Regions from separate parts of the Mus musculus genome. Here region 1 is linked to region 2. Evidence: chromatin contacts called from public Hi-C data. All regions are on one chromosome and are shown on one strand. The core of a region is the stretch at or near the end of the contact, and the rest is flanking DNA. Distances in the headings are between cores, read along the strand shown.

Region 1 (7,285 bases), core at 3,105-5,604, 140 kb before region 2:
AACTAGAGATTAACTTTCTTTAAGGGAGGCCTCTTGTGCAGATTTTTTTCTTTCAAGAATGACCAACAGTTGTGCCAAGCCCTGGTGTTGATATAAACACCATTCTGGCCATTGAGCACCGATTTCTAAGAGCTTTTTCATCCTCTTTGACAAGACACTTCGTCCAAGGAAGACACAGTCCAGAGGTTAAATACAGAAGACATCTGTATTTATTAGACTGGGTGCTATCGGGAAAGCTGTAGTTATGTTAAAAATAACATGCGATTCAAAGTTCACAGGATAAATATAGCCAGCTGGGAACAGATGAGTAATGTCGGTATGGTGGGCTGTGCTCCCAACCAGGGGGTGCTGAGTGTTGGAATTCAGTTTTACTTTTGATATTCCTTAGGCATTCTCAAGGTACAAAGCAAAACTCTGCTCTTGGGACTGGAGGCAGACATGACATAAAGAAGGGTCTGTTAAGGAAATAAAAGTGTCCTTCTATTTTACGACTACATTGCTCGTTCGGATTGTGCCGTTCTTGTATTCCGCACTGTGTTTCCATTGACCTTTTCCTGGCACGGCCGTGCTAAAACCTCTTCCGATAATCAAAGTATGTAGACAGCTACCCTGAAGATGGGAACTGGAAAAGACCAGCTAGCATCCAGGACTCACGGCCACAACATATAAGTTGCATGGTTGCTTGGCTTAGCTCTGTCTGTTGTCTTTGCTTGATATGGTGTAGGAATTGAGCCCAGGGCCTCTCCTGTACCCGGCATGCTTTGTCCCAGAGAACTGCCTTTCTCCCAGGGAACTGCGCCCCCATCCCCCAACCTAATTTTTAAATTTCACTCTTTGTTTTTCCTTTCTCTTGTGGACTTTATAGAAAGGCTCCCTTTCAAAATTCTAGCCATTTTACCTATTTTTAAAGAAGGGTCTTAGGTTCTTGTGGATCAGCACAGGCAGTACACCCTGGGGACACATTACTAGTGCACATTCTTTGGTCCACCCTACGGACCTACTGTACCAGGAACTGTGGGAATGGGACCCAGCGACACTGAGTTAACAAAATTCTCATGTTGGCTTGAGAACCACAGTTCCACCAGAACTAAGGGAAATCGCGCCCCCTGGAGGTCGCATGACCACAGCCGCCAGAAGTAGTTGCATCAACCCAAGCAGTCTAGAGGCAGAGAGGCAGCAGGGTTTGCAAATCTTACTGCCTCTCTCCATACAAAGTGACGACTGCAGGCAGCTTCAGAGGCCCGGGATTGATTTAACTATAAAGGATGGTGCCAGTTTGAAGATGGGTGAGTATGGGTGTATTAAAAAATAAATGAGTATTTGCTGATCTGTTTATCGTTTCCATTTCTGGTACTTGGTTCACTTCCGTATTCAAAATCTTGCAAGGGACCTCCATTGAGCCTTGTCTCAAACCTCTGCAACAGGATCCTGTTCTCGTATTCAGCTCTTACTTGCCTCCCACGTGGAGAAATGCTGCTTGCTTTCTTCTGTGTTTATGCTGCCAGGGCAACAGCAGGAGCCGGTATAGGCCTCTGACAACTGTGCTCTTTGCTGGAAGCAGCCCCTGCAGGGCAGGAGCCACCATTGATTCCCTTTGATCCTGCCTTAGCACACTGTTCTTGGTGAGAGGTGTGAAAAATACTTTCAAACGAATACATGGACTAATTCAGCCCGTAGTCTGCATGCGCTAGGCATTTCTGGAATGGCTCAACCGGCTTCCTTCACCCAGTTCCTCTCAATGTGAAATGCCTTATGCCCAAGGTCAATAGGGAATACCTCATGTCTATCTCTAGCCTGTCTAAACCCCATCTGATGAATTCACTGAGTCTCACTGTTTTGGGGATGAGTACAAGAAAAAAATATATGTACATATATATATATATATATTTATATTATATATATTTGTGTTGTGTTGGTTGAGGACTTAACACATACCACATCGCCTTAATTTTAAAATCAGTTTATGAGGAAGATATTATTATTGTTATTATCAAATGTAATGAAATGGATGGAAACAGGGCTTAAATAATTTGCTTAGGAAGTAGAGTGAGAGATTTCAAAGCTAGTACTAAAACCCAGGTTTGCTCTACCCTTAAGGTCAATTGTCTTAATTTAAGTCTACATGGGTAATAGACTAAGTACAGATATTCAAAATGTTCAAACTCAAAAATTATTAATATAAATAGACCATAGAAATCTAGACTGACGTTTTGTTATTCTTTTTAAAACAAGATCTTACTACACAGTCCAGATTTAACGTATATCTCAGTTGTCCTGGCATTACATACATGCACTACCATGTACTGGAAATTAGAATTGATGTGCTAGTCAGCGAATACAAATACACTGATGTCCTGCCAGTTAGGCTTTTCTCTAGGAGCAGAAAAATATAGGGCATGAATAAGGTTGACAGGTCCTTGATCTTTAAAAATTATTTTCTTTAATCCCACCACTCGGGAGGCAAAGACAGGAAGATTTCTGTGAGTTTGAGACCAGCCTGGTCTACGGAGCAAGTTCCAGGACTTCCAGGGTCACATAGAGAACCCCTGTCTTGAAAAACCAAAATCCCAAAACCAAATAAACCTAAAAAGAACTATTTTGCATTGGGAAGATTTGATGGAAGAGTCTGTCCTGGGCAAAATGAAGAAAGCACAGGCCCTGAAGCTAGGGAGACTGGAGGGAACCAATGAGCAGAAGCCACATCCACAGACCCCCATCCTTGCCCTTAGGAGGACTAACTCTGATCAAGACGCCCTGGCATAGGTTCTGTAAAAGAAGGAACCCAGCCCAGGCTGTCCCAGAGTGTAAGTCTATGACCATAGGAGGGAAAGTCAATCCTTTTGGTTTGTGCCACTAACACTGTCCCCAGAGCCTGAAAATGAGTGAGACTTTAGCAAAAACTCAAGTAATCTCTCTCTCTCTCTCTCTCTCTCTCTCTCTCTCTCTCTCTCTCACACACACACACACACACACACACACACACACACACACACACGAGAGAGAGAGAGAGAGAGAAAGAGAGAGAGAGAGAAAGAATAAAGTATGTGAGTAAACTGATCTTTTAATTAATTAATTAATTAATTAATTAATTTTAAAGACATGGTTTCTCTGTGTAGCTCTGGCTTTCCTGCAACATACTTTATAGGCCAGGCTGTTCCACTCACAGAGGCAGAACCAGTTCCCAGGTCTTTCTGGATGTGCCAAGCACCAGCAGCATCAGAAGGTGGGCCTGAGTCTGTTGGTAACAACACACCAGAGAATAGCTCCAATCTAGCAGTCCATGAAATTATATGTCCTTGCCTAGATGCAGACAGGGAGGAGCTACCTTGTCTGTAGCAATACCAAGCAACATAGCAAGGCCAATTACAAATGAACCTGCTTTTTGTTATCACAGTGCACGTACAGCTAGAAACCAGGTTAATGACAAAATGTACCTTCCTACAGGGGTGGGGGTGGGGGCGGGGAGCAAGCATTTCCACAGCTGTCTCCAGGGCTGCTGTGTCACTGTCCAGCTGTCTCCAGGGCTGCTGTGTCACTGTTGTAATCTTGGGTTCAGTTAATGCCATCCTTTGTTTTTTTCCTTGCTCAAAACTTGACATTCCACATGGCTTCCACTCACTTTCTTTGACCTACACATCAAGTCACTTCTTTCTGTCCTCCAGGGTACTGCCACCTTCTTCTTCTTTTCGCCTTCTTCCTCTTTTTCCTCCCCCTCTTCCTTTTCCTCCTCCCAGGTGTTTACAACCCCAGTTGGCTGTCTCTTGAGACCATCTGAGACAGGTCACACCCTCCTCTCTGGGCTGTGCATGATTAACATTCTGAGGTTCCAGGTTGTTTCCATAGTTGCTACAGCTCCATCAGAGTTTGAATAGCCCACCTAACCCCAGCCTTTCTGGGTACATATGTGTATGTGTCTGTTGTTCCTTAGTGTCTGTCCTGGATATGTCTGTGTGTCTGCCCTTTCTTCATTCCTTCTCTGTCACTGTCTAGTGATGGTTCCATGACCAAGCCAAGTAGGATGTGGCAGTAGTTGGGTGTGATCTTCTAGAAAAATCCACAATAAGGAGTTTAGTTTTATTTTGTGATCAAGGGAAAGCCATTGAACAAGTCAATGACTCAAAATGACTTACAAGAATGCAGATTATATTACTTGCTTAATTCTTCAACAAATAATGAGGTAATTAATGTTTTAAAAGAAATTGTGAAAAGTGACTTAATGGATCCAAAGTTCCCCCACAAAGGATCTGAGCAGAGTCATAAGTTTGCGTTTTCAAATTGCCAACTTTAGTAAAGTATGATTAGTGGAAAGGGGAGAGATGAATCCCCGCCCCTCCCGCCCATGTGTTTGTGTTATTGATAGATAGGACTTTTGGTGCACCAGCATATGCCTCAGGACTTCAGTTAGCTGTCTGTTCTGTGTTGCTATTACATGATGCCTAAGATTGGGTAAGGTAGAAAGAGAAGGCATTTATTTGGCCCATATTCTTAGCCCAAGGTTGAAGGTGACATCTAGTGTCAGGCTTCTTGCTAGTAGAGTTCCAAGATGACACAGCCCATCACATGGAGAAAGGCAGGAAGTATGAGAGACTCGTAACTGCATGAGTGGATTACTCAGGTTTTTTTTTTTTTTATTAGATGTTTGCTTTATTTACATTTCAAATGTTGTCCCCTTTCCTAGTTTCCTCTCCAAAAATCCCCCATCCCCTTTCCCCCTCCACCCCCCACTCCCCAACCCTCCTACTCCTGCTTCCTGGCACTAGCATTCCCCTATACGGGGGACATAGAACCTTCACAGGACCAAGGGCCTCTGCTCCCATTGGCCATCCTCTGTTACATATGCAGCTAGAGCCATGAGCCATGTGTTTTCTTTGACTGCAAACCACATGAAACTCAAGAAGAAGAAAGACCAAAGTGTGGATACTTCCATCCTTCTTAGAAGGGGTGTCTTAGTTAGGGTTCCACTGCTGTGAACAGACACCATGACCAAGGCAAGTCTTATAAAAAAAAAACCAACATTTAATTGAGGCTGGCTTACAGGTTCAGAAGTTCAGTCCTTTATCATCAAGGTGGGAGCATGGCAGTATCCAGGCAGGCATGGCACAGGCAGAGCTGAGAGTTCTACATCTTCATCCAAAGGCTGCTAGTGGAAGACTGACTTCCAGGCAACTAGGGTGAGGATCTTATACCCACACCCACAGTGACACACCCATTCCAACCAGGTCACTCCTATTCCAACAAGGCCACACCTTCAGATGGTGCCACTCCCTGGTCCAAGGATATACAAACCATCACAAGGGGGAACAAAATACCCATGGAAGGAGTTACAGAGGTCGGAGTAGAGACTGAAGGAATGACCATCCAGAGACTGCCCCACCTGGGGATCCATCCCATAAACAACCACCAAACCCAGACATTATTGTGGATGCCAACAAGAGCTTGCTGACAGGAGCCTGATAAAGCTGTGTCCTGAGAGGCTCTGCCAGTGCCTGACAAATACAGAAATGGATGCTCACAGCCATCCATGGGACAAAGTACCCAAGGAGCTGAAGGCGTTTGCAGCCCCCTATAAGGGACAACGATATGAACTAACCAGTATCCCCAGAGTGGATTACTCATGCGGGCAGAACTCTACTTCATCTGTTACTGGTTTCCTGAGGGGAGTGGTATTTAAAACATAATTTGAACAAACAAGGTACTGTTTCCCAATTGGTTCTTAATCTGTCAGTAAAGAAGCCATGGGCCAATTCCTGGGCAGAAGGAATAGGTGTGACTTCCGGGTCCCTGGAGGCAGGAGAGTCAGGAAGAGAGAGGCAGCCATGCTTCGGAGAGAGAAAAGCCAAGCAGCCATGTGAGATCTCCACAGGCCACTTCTACAGGCAGGTGGTTGGAGCTGTTTCCCTGGGACTAAATGTAACACGGCAACTAAAATTGAGGGCAGGTGGAGAGGTGTGGAGCTAAGAGTATTGATAAGGGCACACTTCTTCAGGTGGGAGATAAGTAGCGCCCAGCAATTGTGCCACTAAGGAAGCTGAAATTGAACAACTGTGTGTCTGTGAGTTTCATCTACGAATCCAATATTCTCTGGGCGGGGGCAGTCAGTTCCTGGAGCTTAGGTGGGGCAGCAAAAGCAACACGCAACGCATGATGTTTGTAGAGAATACAAACTGGACTCAATGGACAGTGACTGTGTGCTCGCATAGCTAACCTTGCAAAGCTTCATTGGTCTCCCAGCTTTGCTGATCTTCACTTTGTAGAGAGAGGCACAGCAGAGAACTTCTGGCATGCTGGCTGGTTCTGGTCACTCCTGGTGACTTGTGCCAACTCAGTGACTCAGTGGAAGCCTGGTTGTTTCTGCTGGATTGTGCTGCTGAGTCACACTTGGAATTCAGACACTACTGAACTGGACTGCTACTACACAGAGATAGGAATTGCCCCCAAAGAACTACTTCTAAACAGATGCACATCCACTTTTTTATTTACCATCTTTTCTCTGCTACCTTTTGATGGTAGGCAAGAAGGTGTGTATACGTGTAGGGGGTGGTGGTGGTCAAAGCATTTGAAAATCCCTATTAAAAGTAGGTTTTAAAATATCAAAGTTTACAACCAGGTTTACAGACAAGAACCTGGAAGCTTTTGGAGGTTTGAAACTTCCACAATCAGCAAGTGTCAAGGACACTAACAGCTACACTTCAAACACCGTAATATTTTGTGCAGACAACACGCACAGGTGATCTGTGCAGAGTGTTTCCAGTACAGCCCTGGAGTACATTATTAGCTTTCTTACATGGCAGCTGAAAATGTATACTTTGCCCAATATCACTTAGTGAGCAAGAATCCAACTGAGCAAGTCAGGAGGAACAAGCCAGTAAGCAGCACCCCTTCCATGGCTTCTGCATGGCTCCTGATTTCAGCTTCCTGCCCTGCTTTGAGTTCCTGCCCTGGTTCCCTTCAGTGATGGACTGTGATGAGAAACTATAAAATGAACCATTTTCTCCCCAAGTTGCCCTTTGGTTATGGTGTCTTATCATAGCAATAGAAACTCTAAGACAGACATGACAGTGACCTCTCTGTGATACAATCTATCAGCAGCTTACAAACATTTAAATGGCTTCTCCATAAATAAAAGCCTTAGAACCCAACTCTCCACTCAGATCATTATGTATCTTTAAACCTACTACACAAATTAGAGTTTCTCTCACCACAGATGCATGGTGTGACATCTGGTCATTTATTCTATACTGTCAGATGAAGCTACTAATATCTCAGCCTTTGTGGCCTATGAGAC
Region 2 (6,615 bases), core at 1,676-4,175:
GAGATTCGGGTGGAATTGACCTCCGCTTAAGAGAGTTGGCACTCCCCACCCCCACCCCTGCCCTCCTTGGGTTCTCCCTGTCTTGTCACGTGACTATGCTTAGCATAGATGTCTGAGTTTCCTAGTGTTTTTAGCTCAATGTAGTCCAATTTGAAACTGCAGATTCTCCTCCAATTGAAGCTTTTCTTCATGAGAACCAAGGCTGGAGGACTTTCCTCTTACCCACATCAGCACTGCTTGATAAACCTCTTTACAGGATGAACTCCGGAGGGAGCGAACACTGGCTTCAGTGTCACTGGGAGAACACACCTTCCAGTGACTCGATTTCTTTAGGAAGGGATTCTTCAGCCTTTTCAGGGGTGGTGGGAGTGACATACTCAGTGTTCTCAGGACCCTGGCCATCAGCTAGATCTCCACTTAAACCCTTTCTTCATCTTGTTACCCGGGATTTTGTGCCCTTTCCACATTAGCAGTTTCTAAGGAGAATGATTCCATACACAGAACAGGTTAGGAATGGTTAGGAAGCTTCCACAGAGGGAATGTGGCTGTACAGACTCCAGCTAGTGTCCTGCTAGCTCCCCGAATGCCCTCCCTCTTCCCAGGCTTCCAGCCTCTTCTCTGTGTTTTCCTCTGCTGTTGTCTCTTCTTGTGTTTTTCTTGGCAGTTAATCTATGTTGCCCTCACTTATTGTGGTGCAAGTGAAAATTCACTAAGGAGAGAAGACATAATGATTATTGTTCTTGCCAGGTTGGAGCAGAAAATAATATTACGTCGTCATATACAGAAACAAAGATCCCGCTTGCATACTCATAGATTAATAAAAATCCAAATAGCCTTTCGCAATCCCAAAGAACTGGCATCTCATTTTATGACCTCTGGGTACCCAACCATGCGAATCTAGAAAATGAGAAGCGCCAACTTTTCCTTAAACTCACACTTTTAGAGTATAAATACTTTTGCCATTTACTTAGTCTCTTCCACATCAAGATGGCATACCTTTAAATAAACACATCTTAAAATTAAAAACCAGACTTCTATTTTCATCCATGTGTGCCATGTGACTTTTCTGAGCACATGCGATTCAGGATTTTTTTTTTTTTTTTTTTTGTGCTTTATTTTTAGAGGAGAACACTGAAGAACGGCACCACCACGGCTTGCTACTTTGGAACAATTCACACTGACTCATCCCTGATCCTTGCGGAAATTACAGGTGAGCAGCTAAAAGCAGGATTTAGGGGCATGTCAAGCAAAGACAACCAGAGCATGCCTGGAGAGAGTTTATACTCAGTGGGAAGCTGTGCCTTTGGATCTAGAATTTGAGCATTTGCACTTTGTGAGTGACTCTGAATATCCTAGAGCCCTAAATGGATTTTTATTGTTTAAATGCTTTAATTATTTCTATATGGGTTCTGGTTCCAGGATAACATTTATAGATCAGGAATTTGGCATATTGATTTGGGGCTCTTTAGAGCACCTTTATCAGTGTAGCTGTGGCAACAGTTTGTTATATTGTAATCAATGGATAGGTCTTGACAGTTAGCTAGATTCTGGGCATTGTGCTTGATGCTAGCACTGCAGTGAACTAGAAGAAAAATCTTTGTCCTAAAAGAACCAGAAAGGACACTTAAGCACATTGATTAATACTTGTAGTAACACCTGCTATATGTACCTGAGTATTGTACAAAATACTCAGCGTAAATGGCTGTCTGACATCTATGGATACACAGATAGATTAACTAGAGCACCAAGATGTCCACATAGCTGGGAAGCAGAACTGAGCCTAGATTTAGGCTGATGATTCCACACATACCCAAGTCAATGCCTGGCATACAGCAGGTACTTGGTAAGTACTGTTGACCGGTAATGTATTTGCCTCACTGTTGGGTTCCAAGATAGCTCATACCAAAGGCCAGTTGCTGACACTGAAAATGATCATGAAAGTTCTCAGAAGAGGCAAAGGCTGCCCATCTGGGAAGACTCCATGGAAGTGACCTTTAACTGAGTGGAAGACAAAACCTGGAGAGACTGAAGTGAGGAAATGAGGTGGACAGGGGACCTAGAGCAGGGATATTGATGATGGAGACAGGAAATAGCATGGTTCAAAGGAAGGGGCAGATGCATTGCACAATGAGGAGTGTGAGGAGGTTCAGAGCACAGAGGGCCTTGACTGTACACCAGAGACTCAAAAGAAGACTTCAGGGCAGTGAGTGACATAATGAGAATGATGTTAAGGGATTCATCTGATGATGACTAGATATTAAAATAAGCCCCAGGGAGAGAGTAGCAGAAAGCCTTTTGAAAGACTCATGACAGCAAGGATGATGTGTTTATAAAAAGATAAAGAAAGTGGGAATATGTTTTATGGATGTATGGTGAGGTGTGGCTTAAGGGGATGCCTCCATGGGCCCATGCTGAGGCATCCCTTCCCCTGAGAGACCAGCCACACAAAGGTATAGTATAGAATAGAGTATATTCAGGGTATGGGGAGGGAAGTTGAGAGGGGAATAGAGGCAGAGAAGGAGAGAGAGAGAGAGAGAGAGAGGGGGGGGGGAGGGAGGAGGGGACTAGCAGCCCCTTTTAGAGTGAGTCAGGCATGCCTAGCTGTTGCCAGGTAACTGTGGGGCGGAGCTTTAGACAAAATGTTAACAAAGGAGACATTGTAGAACAACCCCACCTATGTAGCCCAACTGAAATATGAGTTCCTCCAGCCCATCTGATGAAGATCCTTCATTGCCAGCACCGTTAGGCATTCGGTCGATGATAACAGTATCTATGCCGCTGTGGTTAGGGAGAACTGTGACAGAGCATCTGGGAACCATGTGCCTTATGCATCTTTCTTTGTGTCTTTCTTATCAACCTGCACAGCGCAGAGGACTCTGGGACACTGCAGTCTAGATTTCAGATAAGCATGATTTGGAAATGTGTGGAGTCATCGACCTAGGCTCAGTTCTGCTTCCCAGCATGTGGACATCTTTGTGCCTTAGTTAATCTGTCTGTGCTATGAGGGTCAGCAGTAGATGCCAGACAGCCATTGAGGGCTGAGTATTTTGTACAATGTCTGGTACCTAGAACAGAATCACAAGTGTTGCTGCCATCTTAGATAATCACAGGGGCAAGGAATCAAAGCCAAGTCACTTACCCAGGACCCATGTTCTTAACATTTTATACGCTACGTTTAACTAGAAAAGGAACAGCAGATGCATGGAGGGGACCTGGATCCGGTGATGGCAGGAGAGGAGCAGATAGACAAACAAACGAGGGAAAAGAAGGAGAGGTGGTACATCAAGGAATATTAATGCATTTTCTAGGATCTGAAGTTATTACCCTTTGTACCATGAGGGAAAATGAATGTCATGATAGTTGTAACGTTGGTAGAAACATGGACAAACTGTTTAACCAAAAGGAAAACGAAAATAAGAAGTGTAAAATACCCAATTATTTGCTGGCAGGCTGGGAATACGATGGAGTCTGGGTGGAAGACAGTTGACTACTCTTTGAATTTAGTGGCTTTGTTATTGTCACCATGTGAAGACAGAGGGATAATTCTTAACATTCTCACTTTTTAGAATGATTTTAATTTGATATTTTTTTTTTTAAAAAAGCACATTTTTAGATACTTTCTCTGTTTGCTTCACAGATAAATTTGGGCAGCGAGCATTTGTGGGCAAAGTATGCATGGATTTGAATGATACTGTTCCAGAATACAAGGAGACCACCGAGGAGTCAGTCAAGGAGACAGAGAGGTAGTGTGCCTAGGGGAGGGGTGGGGTTCATCTATATTTTAGATGAGTTATCTGCTATCCTTATAGAGTCTGAAATCAAGATGGGAAAGTAGATACCATTATGACCCAGTTGAGATCTGAGCACGGTGACAATGTCAAACTATGGTGTGGACAGAGACAACACAGCTGGTCCACACGAAGACTCTAATGTGGCTGGTTGTCAAGCCACCTCTCCCAGATGCAACATACAAAGGAGGTGCCCTAAATATACCAGTGTCAGTTCTAGGATAAGACTCCAATCAATCTGCTTGCAAAAGGGTAGGGATAATCCATGCTATACCACAAGTTCAGCACAGCAGGGCTATTTATGATTCATAGATAGACAACATGGAGAGTACAAGCCTAGGACCCCAAGTGGGTTAGTTTGCAAGGCTCAGCAGAGCTGCCCAGGAGGAGTGGAGGGTCATCTATACATACCCCACATTGCACTACAGTGGGGGAACCCTAAAGTACACTCTAGCTGAGGTTTTAATCCAGGTGGACACTTGACTCACTGAGTTAAAAAAAAAAATGCAAGATGGGCCTAGAGAGATGGCTCAGCAGTACCTGCCTTAGCCCTGGTTCTCAGGGCACATGGCTTCTCACATGTTGGTAACTCCAGTTCCAGAGGATCTGATGTTCTCCTCTGCAATCCACAGGCATTGCATGCACATGCACACTCACATATACAGACAAACACACCCATGAAATAAAACTAAGAAAACAAAACAAAACAAAAAAATATACAAGGTTTCCTCTTCTGGGAGGAACCAGGACAAGCCTGGCTGATGGGTCTGGTTCCTGCAACTTCCAGATGTTAGATTTGCAGCCATTCTTTAATTAATCCTGGGAGTTGCAAGAAAGAGGCAGAGGGCCATGTGACCAAGGCCTTGTCACACATCTGACATGTCTACCAAATGGTGTGTGGATGCAGGAAATATGGTATACAATAAAATTGATCAGCTATGAGAAAAGCAAAGTGGTTACAACATGATGGACTTTAAAATTATTATTCTAAGAAAAGTCTCACACAAAAGAGCACACTTTATAAACTTCCATTTATATTAAATATAGAGAAAATGCAAGTCCGTGCATGAGTCATAAAGTGGGAGAGGTTTGCTGTTGCCAGGAAAGAACTGTCTATCTCCTGCTTATGCACCCAGGGGATCTCGCTCTGAAGATGAATTCAAAGACTGCATTATTATGATAACTCCACAATCCAGTAAATTTGCTAAAAGTATTGAATAGAGCACATAAAATGGGTGAACTTGATGGTATGTAAATTACACTTCACCGAAAATGATTTTAAGGGTCGAGTGGGAAAGATTAGAATTTTAAGTGCAGAGTTTGGAAGGGTTGCTTTGAAAATCACAAGAACGTGTTTCTTGAGAAGGACATTGTAAGAACAGAGTGGAGCAGTTTCCAGATTCCCACACAGTGACTCTCTCGTGGACTACAGCTTCTCTCATCTCCTCTCACACCCAGCCTCCTGGTTTTGCCCCCCAACACAATTGAAGCAATTTCTTTTGAAGTCCAAGAATCTTGAGATGTAATGGCATATTCTAGAGTCTCCTTAAAGTGTAGCATTTCAGAGGAAAAACAAATTATGTCCCTCTTCCAGTATGCCAAGGACACTGGGCAGATTTAGGCTGTTTTATAAAATTGGTGTGCTTCTTTTGAAAAATGTACATTTGTTTATGTTTGTGCATGTGTCGTGTAAAATTGCGTGTACTAGTACACACACCCGTGGAGGCCAGAGGAGGATGCTGGGTGTTCTGCTCTGACACTCTCTGTCTTATTCCCTTGAGATAGGGTCTCCCACTGAACTGAAATTTTTAGTTCTGAGCATTCTTCTGTCTCTGACTGCCAGCACTCGAGTTTGAGGCATGCCCAGCTTGCCCAGCTCAGTTTTGGTTTTGTTTTTTACATTGGTGCTGGGGATTCAAATTCAGGCCTTCATGCTTGCCTAGCAAGTGCTCCTACCCACTACACCATCTCCTCAGCTCCATAAATGGAGGATCTTTTATTTTATTTTTTTTTAAATTACCCTTTAGGGACTGGAGAGATGGCTCAGCAGTTGAGAGCATGGACTGTTCTTCCAGAGGTCTTGAGTTCAATTCCCAGCAACCACATGGTGGCTCACAACCATATGTAATGGGCATCTGGTTCCGTCTTCTGCTGTGTCTGAAGACCCTGACAGTGTACCCACATATATGAAATAAATATGGCCGGAGTGAGCAGGGCCGGAGCAAGCAGGGCTGGAGTAAGCAGAGCTGGAAAAAAAAATACCTTTTTTTTTTTTTTTTATTCCTGTATTAGGCCAGGGTTTCTCTAGAAGACCAGAATTGCTAAGTATAGTGCCCTGCTCATTAAATTACTTTAAAAAGTAGTTACATGAAGTAATAACTTTTATTGCGACATTTCTACAAGTGCATATGAAATACTAAGATCATATCTATAACCTCCTCAATTGCTTTTGGGTGTGGGTTATGTTATTTCATGTGTTTCCATTATGTCCAATTTCATATAACATTGGGAAAATTATTGACCATTTAAGTACTTTTCTCACATGATCTTTGATACCTTTTCCATGATATCTTGAAGAAGGAAGGTCACTGTCTTGTATTCTATATCAAGAGATACACAGAAGTTTCTTTAGGTTCATACTTTGTGGGTATAAGTTTAAATCTCAGTTTTGCTTCTATTTCCTGGGCTTCTCTCACTTCAAGCATGTTCTCTCTGGAGTGCCAAGTTGAGAGACTAATACATGATCATTGGAAGAGGGTGGCATCTCTGCTTTCAGTACTGGTCGTATGCTAAGCTCCTATGCAGTCCACTGCTCTGGTCACTGCAC

The links. A called contact is a pair of places that touch in the nucleus more often than the background predicts.
Region 1: a Hi-C map of erythroblasts shows a contact between it and region 2, with 2.0 times the contacts expected there. A contact is called at or near these places in 10 of 39 promoter capture datasets (the 3T3-L1 cell line, 3T3-L1-derived adipocytes, cranial neural crest and 6 more) and 6 of 484 Hi-C or Micro-C datasets (cerebral cortex, cortical neurons, erythroblasts and 3 more).

Annotation. Positions count from the first base shown.
Region 1 is chr19:21,565,205-21,572,489 of GRCm38.p6, reverse strand. No RefSeq gene overlaps it. Among named protein-coding and RNA genes, the nearest start is that of Gm38486, 27 kb to the left of the region's middle.
Region 2 is chr19:21,420,126-21,426,740 of GRCm38.p6, reverse strand. Gda (guanine deaminase) reads left to right here. Exons shown (of 14, transcript NM_010266.2): 4 at 1,123-1,210; 5 at 3,638-3,743. Among named protein-coding and RNA genes, the nearest start is that of Gda, 49 kb to the left of the region's middle.